2 separate regions of the Anas platyrhynchos genome follow, and region 1 is linked to region 2. Evidence: chromatin contacts called from public Hi-C data. All regions are on one chromosome and are shown on one strand. The core of a region is the stretch at or near the end of the contact, and the rest is flanking DNA. Distances in the headings are between cores, read along the strand shown.

Region 1 (5,096 bases), core at 1,736-4,235, 94 kb before region 2:
GAGACCACGGAAAGAAAGATCAAGGCACAGAGGCACATACTGGTTTGGCGTGCAAGAAAGAGAGGGCATTGCAAGTCTATGGAGGTGTTCTGTTTGGTATTCTTATTCATTAGTCCATTCGGGCACTTCTGAGATAGGTCTGGCCAATGCTGATCTCCCAAGAAGTTTTGGATGTGATGCAGGTATTCTGATACCCAAGCTCTTGTCACAGTCGGTAGTATCTAAGCTAAGCTTCATTTAGAGTAAGCGTAGACCAAAGACAGTCATGAAAACACACGCTTTCAACAAGTAGAAAGGCATGCAGCTAAGTGTAACTCAATGAAAAATTATTTGTGGACCATGAGAAGAGCAAAAGTACTGTTTCAACATTTCATGTGAATTATTTACATACAAAACCCTGAGTCTTACTTAACAGGATAGTGAGAATTTTCAGTGAGGATAAAATTTCTCATCAAAATTAAATAGATTATCTCTTTGCCCCCCAACATCTGGTAACAACAGTGGCCAGGGTGCTGCTCTGAGCTTCAGGACAAAGTCCTGAAGAGTTGGAAAGGGAAAAGTTCCACACTGTGCATCACTTTGTGCTCACAGGCTGCGAAGTAAATTTTTAGCTAGGAAAGATTAGAGAGAAGTGATGAAATTTCAGTTAGCTTTAAATATAATAAAGCCTCCTTTGTTGTTATGTCATTCAGTTACATGCTGGGACAAACCAAGTCTCTGCTTCCCTCGTCCCAAGGAAGTGCCTTAACCTAAGGTACTGGCACTCTGGGTACAGGATTATCTCCCATTTATCACTTAAAATGTTTAGATTTAATCAAACAGAGAGAGAAAGACTAAATTCCAGCTATTTTTAAGAGCTGTGTATCTGAATAGCCCATGCTGAGAAAAAAACAGTCTAACCGTAGCCTCCAAGCCCTCGGTGTTTGGTGGACTAAAATACCGGCCTTTGCAGAAGATCAGTCGGTTTTCTCTTCATAGCAGCCATCAAAGGAAAAGAAAAAGAAAACCTATTTAAAAAATCCTTTTTGTGGAACACCTTGAAAAGCACTTGTGATGAGCAGACCTTGGAGCAAGACATTTGCGTCCAAGGAGCGAACAGAGACAGAAGTACCAGGAACTCGGAATGTTACCAAATTCTTGGAGCTTTGAAGACAACTGATTGCCTACAGAGTTTTACAGAAGAAAGAACTGAAGCCAAAGCTGCATTTGGTTCAAACTGCTATTTCTAATTCTTCTTACTAAGAATTTACACAGCCTCCTGCCTCGGTCCCACTGAGAAAAATCAGCAACAGAAAGCTGTTTCATAGCAGAGATGTTTAACTGTGGACAAAAAATCCCTTCTAACAAATGACATAAATAAGAGACGGAGAAGTTCCCTATTTCCATGGCATTTCCTTCTGGAGAACATGCTAGGATGCTGCACAACACATTTTCATTTAGGACATGAGAGCAGAATGCATGAATTTTCAATGTGGTTAGGCACAAAGGCAGCCTGGGTATGTGCATCTCATGTCATTCTGTTGCATGCTGGAACAAAAACTGTTATTACCATGAAACGAAACATGTCAAAGCTTCCAGTTTTACAATAAATGATTCTGTAATTAAGCAATTTACTTGTAAATTATCAGAAACAGAACCTCATACTCATACAGTACTTTCTGGGATCTCAGAGCACACAGACTGTGTTCTCCATGACTAACAACGCAGCTGAATCCCGGCAGTGAATGTGGGTGCAGACACAGGCCCACGAATGCAGCACCTGCGAGCAGTTTCTGTTGGCAAACTGGACTTCCAGAACACTTGCCACTGCCCCTGCTCCTTTGCTGTGTCCATAATTGAGGAGAAGCTGGGACACCATGCAGAAATCCATAGGGCAGCATGCCGCAGGCAGAGGCAGGTGGTGCTTCTATCGAGAATTTTCCTTCTACTCTCTCTGCTTCCCAAGTACCTTCCCCTGCATTAGACAGATCACCTGGTAGTAATCATAATTACAGCCATGATTCCATATATTTACACACGTCTCTGAGCTGAACAGATGGTCCTCAGAAGAAATGGGGATTTCTGCAGGTTTTTTTAAACTACCTAATGTACCTGCAGTGTCTCCCAAATCCCCATGGAAAGCAGAGCCAGGAGATTTCTGACATTATCATCATTCTAACAAAGATTAACAGCAGGGTGAAACCTGTCCTGTTTATCCACCATCAAACAGCAGTAACTTAAGCATGCTGGAGGCACGATCACGAGTCTCCTGGTAGCATTCCTGTTCTGGTCTGAATTGCCATCCCCATCAGCTTTACTGTTCTTCAACTATTCTAGGGCTGGACCTCTCCATGAACAGGAAGGCAAACACCCTAAAGCACGAGATGAATGTGTTATAAGCACCAGGGCTAAGTGGAGAACTCTAAACTCCAAGAATAGGGGATAACATCACATGAAACATCAAATAAGCCGTCTGCCACTCAGAACAGCTGAAAGTGCTATAGATATTTCCGCCTGCTACATCAGATTGTGTCCATCTGGAGTCCCAACAGAAAGCAATCCCCTACTTTCCTTAGACATTTGCACAGAAAATGCAAATTCTGTTCGCTTTGCTTATCTGAGATGCACTTCAGCAGCGCTTTCCTGAGGGAGTGGTTCTCTCTTTGTAGCTCAGGAAGCAAGACCCATTTCCCCGAGAGCCACCACCTAGGAGCTGTGCAAGCTGCAGCCCCAGCCCACTCCTCCAGGCCCTCCTGCACACCAGCAGCATCCCTGCGGCGATGCCCGGCACAGCAGCAGGCAGGGGGCTGGCACCGCCCCCCCAGGGGCTGGGAGTGGGAAGTGGCAGGATATAAATACCTGTTTTTAAACACATCCTTTCCCCTATTCAGAGAAACGGAGTGATGTAAGCTGAGTGGGCAGAAAGCTGTCCCTTGACTCACAGCAGAGGCGTGCTGCAGCTTTGTGGCCGAGGAGCCCTGCTGGCAGCAGATGGCAGCACCTGCATCGCATGGGTGCTCCGGGGCAGCGCAGGCATCAGGGATTTATCAGCCAGGCCTGATGCAATGCGCTGAATGGTTCCAGATGGGGAGAGGGGATTGTGTGCCAGCAGAGATCTCCTCCTCCCTGGTAAACGTGTAACAACTGCTTGATCCTCAGCAAGTCCCCTGCCCGAAAGCTGCTGTGCTGCTCATCTGCTGAAGTGACACACCTTGGAAAAGCTCGACCTCCAGGTACCGTGGCTCCACCAGCTCCTCAGGCCCACCTGTGCTCTGCAGAGATCTTGGCAAAGGGTCCTGAGACTGGAGAGAGCCAAAAGTCGTCAAGGGAATGCCCTGAAAACACCCAACTGGCAACACAGCCCATAGCCAATTCCCCTAAATAACTCCAGTGCTCATGGATTTATGCTAACTTTCCACCAAGGATATCCGGTGCTTGGGTATCTGAGCAAAACAGCAAATGACGCCACAGATCAGTACGTGAGAAAGTGACCCTCAGTTCCTTCCTTCATCCAGGCTTTGGCAATTCACATTTCATCAAACCCAAAAAGCCTCCAGCCTCCTTCTGGTTCCTGCACTCTCCACAGCTCCTGCACCCCTGCAGTCCTGCACACAAACCTTCCAGTGGGACCAGGACCAGCAGTGCTGCCTTTTGCTTCATTCCAGCACTCGCTTCGCTCTGTGCAGGCTGCCTCCAGACTGCACCGGGCCCTAACTCTGACCCAGCCCAGGACCTTGCTGCTTGACACCGTTACTCCACCACCTGCTTCCTGCATCTCTTACAAAAGCAGAGAGAAAATGAAAATTCTTATCCAGACTTGCAGATCCCTTGAAGATCTACAGATGAGAAGAGCTAAACGAGTGCTGAGTGTAATGATTCTCCTAGCAGGCAGGAATCCTAGAGACATGTGACAAACACAAAATACTCAGGGAGAGATCAACAGCAAGAAGATTTCATTTGGTTCAAATCCAATTTCTTACAGACATTAGGGTTCATTTCCATTTCAATCAAATCTGCCTGCATATTCCTTGTGCTCATGACAAATTATGCCGACAAGTTCATACTGGGTTACCTAAAAGAAACTAACACATTTCGTTTGTCGCAGTCACTGAAATGACAGTAAAATATTTTGGTTTTGAGCAGTATACAAATAAAGGGGGGAAAGGAGCTGTTACAGGCTTGTGAATATACAAACACTCCTCTCTGACAGGCAAAACAGAAAAAAAAAATATGGAAAGAACAACTCTGTCTGCTTAAAGGAAAGGATGAAGCTCGGGGACTGATTTAGCTTCCTATTGTTTTCCCAGTGATGATTCAAAATCCTGAAACAAGTTCTGTATGTCAGGGAAGGAAGAAAGAGGACACTGCACTGAGCTCAATCTTGCATTCCCAGATTGCCTCCTTCACAAAGTGCCGGCTAAATCTGAATCAACTCCAGTGACGCAAGAACAAGGCTGGATTTGTACAAGCACCTGATGGAGGAGGAATTGTTGCAGTTTTGCTTTTTTACTATGTTTTTTATTTTAATTCACCCCCAAAACTAAGAAATTATTTTTAATTAATGGCTTTGATTAAGCTCAAAACCTGATAAATAGGACTGGATTGTCATAGCAGAGGCCAAACACAACCCTCTTCCCTCCTTTCTGCAAAGATAGCTCAACATGAAATGACTCCAAGACACCCGCTCCTTTGACTGCTTTACCGACAGGCACAAGCATCAATAAACATTTATCTCATACGAGAAGAGAGAGCCAGAATAGCTTATTTTTAAAAATGCAACTGGGTCAGTAGCTGCCTCAAGTAGAATAAATGGGCTGCATGAGTGAGTATGCCCTAAAGAGACATTACTCTGTGGACCTAACTCCTGCTGATGAGGACAAATAGGCCCTTTTAGAGCCGGATTTTTAAAAGCGCAAAGTGATTTGGGAATACAAGTCCCAGAGGTTTCCACAGTGCCTCGGGAGCCCAGTCTTCAGGCTCTTTCTAAAATTGTACCCCTAAACTGTATTCAGCTTTGTAATTCTGAACCCCCTGGTGACACTCAGCTCATGAAGAACAAGTTCTGGCAATTCATCTTGGCATATTGATAGCATCTCTTAATCAAGGGTTTTCAAATC
Region 2 (5,638 bases), core at 1,565-4,064:
TGAAGTGCTGGGTGCCAAGAAGCAGTACTAAGAGCCAAGTCAGGTCTCACTGAGACACAGCTATCAATAAAATCTCCAGTTATTACCATATAGATGGTAATTTTTGATGTCTCTTTATTGAGAGACATCACAATCCATCTGTTTTCTGCTGCTTGCAACCACTAGTTTGAAAGAATTGATTTCTTCCATGCCAGTGTTAGTCAGTCTTTAAGCCTTTGTGTAACTATGCCTGGGTCTCAGAATATGCTATAGGTTTCAGACTCAGTCTAAGGTGAGTTTTGAGGAAGACTGAAGGGAAGACTAAGGGACCCTTAGAATCATCACTTTAAGAGCAAAAAAGGCAGGTTTACCTATATCTTCTCTTTTTCACCATTTTGAGAGGTCATGGAAAAGGTAAAATAAATAAATAAATCCTTACCTGGGTATGCTTTGGATAACTCATCTTATCAATGAACTCAGAAGCTGTTTTCAAGGCTGCCTTCCTCTCTTCAGAGTTGGCACTCCTGCCTTTAATGAAAATGGAGAGAAGAGGGATCAACTTTTACGAAGTTTTGTGTACCCAGAGAGAAAACTGTCACAGGCACTTCATCCTTTTGCAACATCTGAAGTGCACAGCCTGCCAGCTAGAAGATGATGCCAAAGAGCAAAGGAAAATTGTTTGATTTCCTTTTCTGCAATGACAGAACACAATTGCCATTCTACTTACGACATTTCTTTTTTTTTCGTCCTGGTTCCAAAAACCCTTTGTTTAATTCTGTACACTAAAGATGCTGTATCTTAACACCCAACATTTCAGGTGAGAGTGCTCTTCTGAGATTGTTTGCACTACCTGAACTTGCCCTGAAAAGCACCACCATCATCAAGTGTCCACTCCCCTACCCAGCTCAAAAGAAACAGGGATCAGTAATGGGATGCAAATCCTACGTATGCATAACCAGCTTCACCTGCATCGCTACGGTACCTTTCCAGACAAAGATCTTTCCATCTGTGCCGTGATCCAGAATGAAACAGTCATCTGTGTTCAGGGCTGCCTGGGAGAAGGGGTTCTCATCTGCCACCAGGGAGACTGCCATGTTCCCAGCCCCATTTGAGACCTATGATAACACAGCACAGAGATTAGATAAGGCATTTCCTTTTTTTCCTCCAGCGTCATGGCAATGATCCAAAACTCAGGGAGTGGAAGGAAATCAATTTGAATGCATTGGCTGCTCCAGGCACTACTGTTTTTCAAACAGGATACCTTTGATACAGCAACACTACGACAAAAGCATAACACTTACTCTGAAGTTTTCAAGTACTTCTAACAACACAGATAATGCTGGGACCAAATTAAGATTGATCCAAAATAGTAAATATCTTTGGTGCAAAACCAGCCCATACGTTTTTCTAAAGCAAAATATCTGCACCTAGCAACTGGAGAGGGCTGTCTTGCTAACCGTGTCAAGTGGGTTTAATGGTCTGAGATCCTGTACTTACTAGTGAATAAAGACCTACATTACAAACCACCTTGGCAGACATTCACTAAATCATTAGCAGAGACTGCTGTAGATGAGATTCCTCCCAAAAAGTCTTGGATATTCTTCTGCACCTGTATTAGCTGATGGCAAATGTTACCTTCCAAATCACTGCTTCATCCAGTGTGCACACTGGATGTAGAAACGGATAGAGGCAGTTTTCAGGCTCAGTCTTTCTAGTTCAATCTTGTCATCTTCCTAAGACAATGTTTGGTAACACAAAGGAAGACTCCCTTTCTTTTACCCACTCATTTCACACTCTGCCTTTCCCTCAAAAATTCCTGAAAAGTCCCAGCTGAATCCCCACTGCTGACTAGCACGTGGGGACGCACTGCAAGCAACCAAAGTTCATACACTTAAAAAGTGCATAAAAAGCTCTTTGACTGAGATCAGATAAGCTTTTCTCCACTACTCCAGCTCCATCTAATTGTGCAAAGATGAATCCATTCTCCACATTTGTCAGGATCTGTTTCTTGTTACCTTGTAGAGCTTAGCCAGTTTCCTATTAGCTGTATCAGTTTTGGTGTCATCAGGAGTTCCCACTGGCAGAGTGGGCTTTGGTCCCAGGACCTGAGAGAGAAGTTAAAAAAAAAAAAAGCATTACTAACCAACTGAAGAGAATCTGTGTTCCCCGGATGCTCCAGCCACGAGCAACGAGTAGAAGAAACTTCTAGATCAACAAAAGCAAAAATAAAATATATTCTGATGTCCCAGCAATGCAGAGGACCAAGTCTGCACTGAATTGAGAGTGTTTATACTGCTAGCACTTTATATGGAAAGACACACACTACCGAGCCTATCCACCTATTGCATCCATTCTCCCACATACCGCCCTTCCCATTCCAGCAGAAAGAAATGGATGAAGTGACCAACCTGAAGCATTTCCTCCCGCTCTGATCCTTCATCTGAAACGAAGACCTTGGCTCGACCATTCCGCTCGTTGTCCCGAATCCCCTTGGCAAGCACAGTGGCCTTCAGCCGTTCTTGACGATTGCTGTTGGAGCCACACCACTGGTAGATGTTCTGGGGGGGAAGAGAAAAATCATGCAGCTAACACTTGTTGGATCCAAACATGGCCCTCTCTGAAGGAGACTGCAGTACAGCTGAGACTGAAAGATGTCACAAGACTGGCTATGTAATCTTTTAGAATGCTCAACACTTCAGATAACTTAAACACTGTGGAAATAAATAAAATAAAAAAATGAACTAATCAGATTTCTGCCCCTGAAAGGCTGATAAACCTATCTTTTGCATGGTACTTACACTGCCAAGGTCAAGGATGAAACAATCGCCTGTGTTGAAGCTCTCCCAGGTCACAGGGACCTCTGTTGCTCGGACTGCTCTCCTGCCTTTGACCTGGAGAAGCCTCTGCACAGTCACTTCATTGGGAACCACGTGCCTGAAGCCAGAAGCCACACCACCAGCCTAAGACAAAATAAAAAAAGAATGATTCATACTCGTGCTGTTGCTTTACTACCGTGGAATTCCACTACTGAAGTAAAATGGAATAGAAGCAGGCATTGAAGAGCAACTCCCACTGCTATTCATCTGCTTTACCCAAACATTATGTATGGTTAGGAGAGGGACTGAGCACAGAAAACGGGACTGGCAAGGTTAAGCTGTTAAGTAATCGGGGAGAAATTAAGTCTACTGAGTAGGTGTTTCCCATTAACTAGGATTGCTGTTTCTTAAACTCATTCCAGACATCTTGGGACTGTTTTTTCCTCTGCTTCTTGAAGAAAAACAAAACCCCGATTCCTAAAATTGTGCATTATTAATTCAGCCAAAGTTCTCCCGCTGGGATCTGCTGTTCTCCACCCTGTCAGTTCCAACTCATTGAAAACATCTGTTTGAGAATGTTTTTAAGCAACTGGCAAAGAGGGAGCTCTCATTCTTCTGAGAAGTGGGCAGGGTGCCATATCTTGCAGACTTGATTCAGACTGGCAGTATAAAGATCCAGTAATAACCTACCTTGTACTTGATGCCAGATTTGAAGTATCCTAGGAAAGTTGCAGACTCATGGCCTTGCACTTCACGATGCTGGACAGCCTTCCCTTGAAGGTAGTCATCCATCTGAACAGTGAAGATGGCAGCTGCCCCGCGCTCATCTTGAGAGCTTTCATCTCCTAAGAAATGAAAAGGAAACAACAGTGTTTCAGCCTCCACATCCGCCTGCACAAGCACCGAGGAGAAAGGAGATTCCTGGAAAGCTTAGCTTGCAGGAAGGTCTGCAGAACAGCCATTTCCAAACTTTTCTAAGAACAACCCCAAAGAGCATTAAAAAACTCATTTTTTTCTGTCAGGCTTATACCACCATATCTGCTGCAGCCCCACTGCTTCACAGCTGCGCCTTTGATAAGCATCACACACTTGCCCTTTGCTATTTTGCCTTGTCCTGGAAGGAAGCTTGCTATGGACTAAATCATGAGCAGACGAACCTGCAGGGAGACACTGCCATGGATTATGAAGACTGTAGGGACCAACAGGGCATCGGTTCCCCAGCAGTTTGCCTCTCAGGAGCTCTTAAGCATGGAAAAGCTATTGAGAGATGGCAAATAGGACAAACCCCAAGCAAGTATCCTACATAGCTTTAACTACGATATTGCCAAAGAGTCTTGGTTTTGCAGGATGTGGAGAAGCCTTTCCATGTTAGTCAGTGACTTTTACTGCAGAAGGACAATTAGGAGATCTAAACTTCACAGGGACAAATGACACTCACTGAGTGAGGAAGGTAACAGCTGACTTCTATCCCTCCAAACAGAAAGGATTTTGGCAGCCTCTTTCATCTGAGATCGTCTTCTCTGTGGGCCTGACATGAGGCTCTAGAGAGCTAGGACTTGTGTCATCTTGATCAGAAAAGCCCTTCTTTTGCTCACACAATTCTATTTCTAGGCACAGAGATGGCTGTACTCACTCTTGCAGAAAGTATTTCAAATATTTAAGTTGAGTAGCTCTATGTACACCCAAAACTGCATTCTCTGTGTTCCTTACTTCCTTGGCTAACACTGGAAAATGCTGGAGTAGTGAGGAAGAGAGTTCGCTTTGGGCTCCCAGTTCAGGAGCACTCCCATCAGACTTACCTAACCAGAAGTGCAAGTCGTACTGGAGGTTCCCATTCCGCTGCTTGATGGTGTTTAGCACCAGATAGGAATCTCCTGTGAAGAAGTCTCCATACAGATTTTTTGGCACTGGGACCAAATCAAATTTCTCAATCCTCCAAATCTGAAGGCCAGGCTCCTTCCCAGCCTTGGAAAACTCAGCGTGTTCCACCATGCTGACAGGCTAGGGGCAGGACAGAGAATGTTATTCAGTACACACAGTACAAGGAAGCCCTTGTTTAAATTATATTGCTTCTGATCTCTTAACTATTGTTCCAGGCAACAAGGGGAGAGGTTTTTTTTTGTTTTTTTTTTTTTCCTCTTGCACTGAACTGTGCAAATAAATAAAATCTTTCTCAAATGATCACTGTTACTTTTCACTTCCAATCAGCTCTACTTTTTTTTTTTTTTTTTGTCTACTTTTCCTGGTTTTACTTTATATATTTTCTATACTAACTTATAACAAAACAAAAGTCAAGTCCCCTTCCTAACTATTACCTTCTATAGATGGTGCATGAGGTCCAAGACCACGGGAAATAAACATATCACTGTACATTGTACATCTTGCACAATTATTTATCATTACTTACAGCTTGTGTAATCTTATCCAGCTTGTATTATTGTTGTGTAATCTTATCCAGCTCTCGCTGGAAAATGTTGTGAATATCATCAAAGAGTTAGATAATTAACAAGTTTCTTATATACCCTCCATTTCTAATTGTGGGACACGTTACTTCAGTATTTCTGAGCAACTGTTCCATTTCAGGAATTACACATACTGTACAAAACATCCTGTCCTACGGACATTGCAGTTCTGCTTTAAGATGTGTATTTTCATGTTAATATAATCTATTAGCAATACACAATCCATTATTTTAAAAAACACAATGAACACTTTCATATAGCTATATTTTACAACAATTCACTTTTGTAATACCAAAAGGAAATAGCACATTTCTGTAGCACTAGTAAAAGAAGTTTGTCTGTATATTACTGCATGCCTTTAAGTGGTATCAGGTAACAGGG

The links. A called contact is a pair of places that touch in the nucleus more often than the background predicts.
Region 1: a contact with region 2 is called in a Hi-C map of skeletal muscle, with 4 times the contacts expected there. The contact joins two enhancer-like sites. A contact is called at or near these places in 2 of 8 Hi-C or Micro-C datasets (liver and skeletal muscle).

Annotation. Positions count from the first base shown.
Region 1 is chr18:12,207,295-12,212,390 of IASCAAS_PekinDuck_T2T, reverse strand. All of the region lies in intron 3 of DAB2IP (DAB2 interacting protein), which reads right to left. Among named protein-coding and RNA genes, the nearest start is that of STOM, 71 kb to the right of the region's middle. Within about 2 kb of position 2,985, at least 1 of the 8 cell types and tissues checked has an H3K27ac peak or open chromatin away from gene starts, as enhancers often do.
Region 2 is chr18:12,112,322-12,117,959 of IASCAAS_PekinDuck_T2T, reverse strand. GSN (gelsolin) reads right to left here. Exons shown (of 17, transcript XM_027470781.3): 2 at 4,595-4,796; 3 at 3,486-3,640; 4 at 2,778-2,939; 5 at 2,388-2,537; 6 at 1,995-2,084; 7 at 962-1,094; 8 at 419-507. The coding sequence starts at 4,787. Among named protein-coding and RNA genes, the nearest start is that of GSN, 16 kb to the right of the region's middle. Within about 2 kb of position 2,814, at least 4 of the 8 cell types and tissues checked have an H3K27ac peak or open chromatin away from gene starts, as enhancers often do.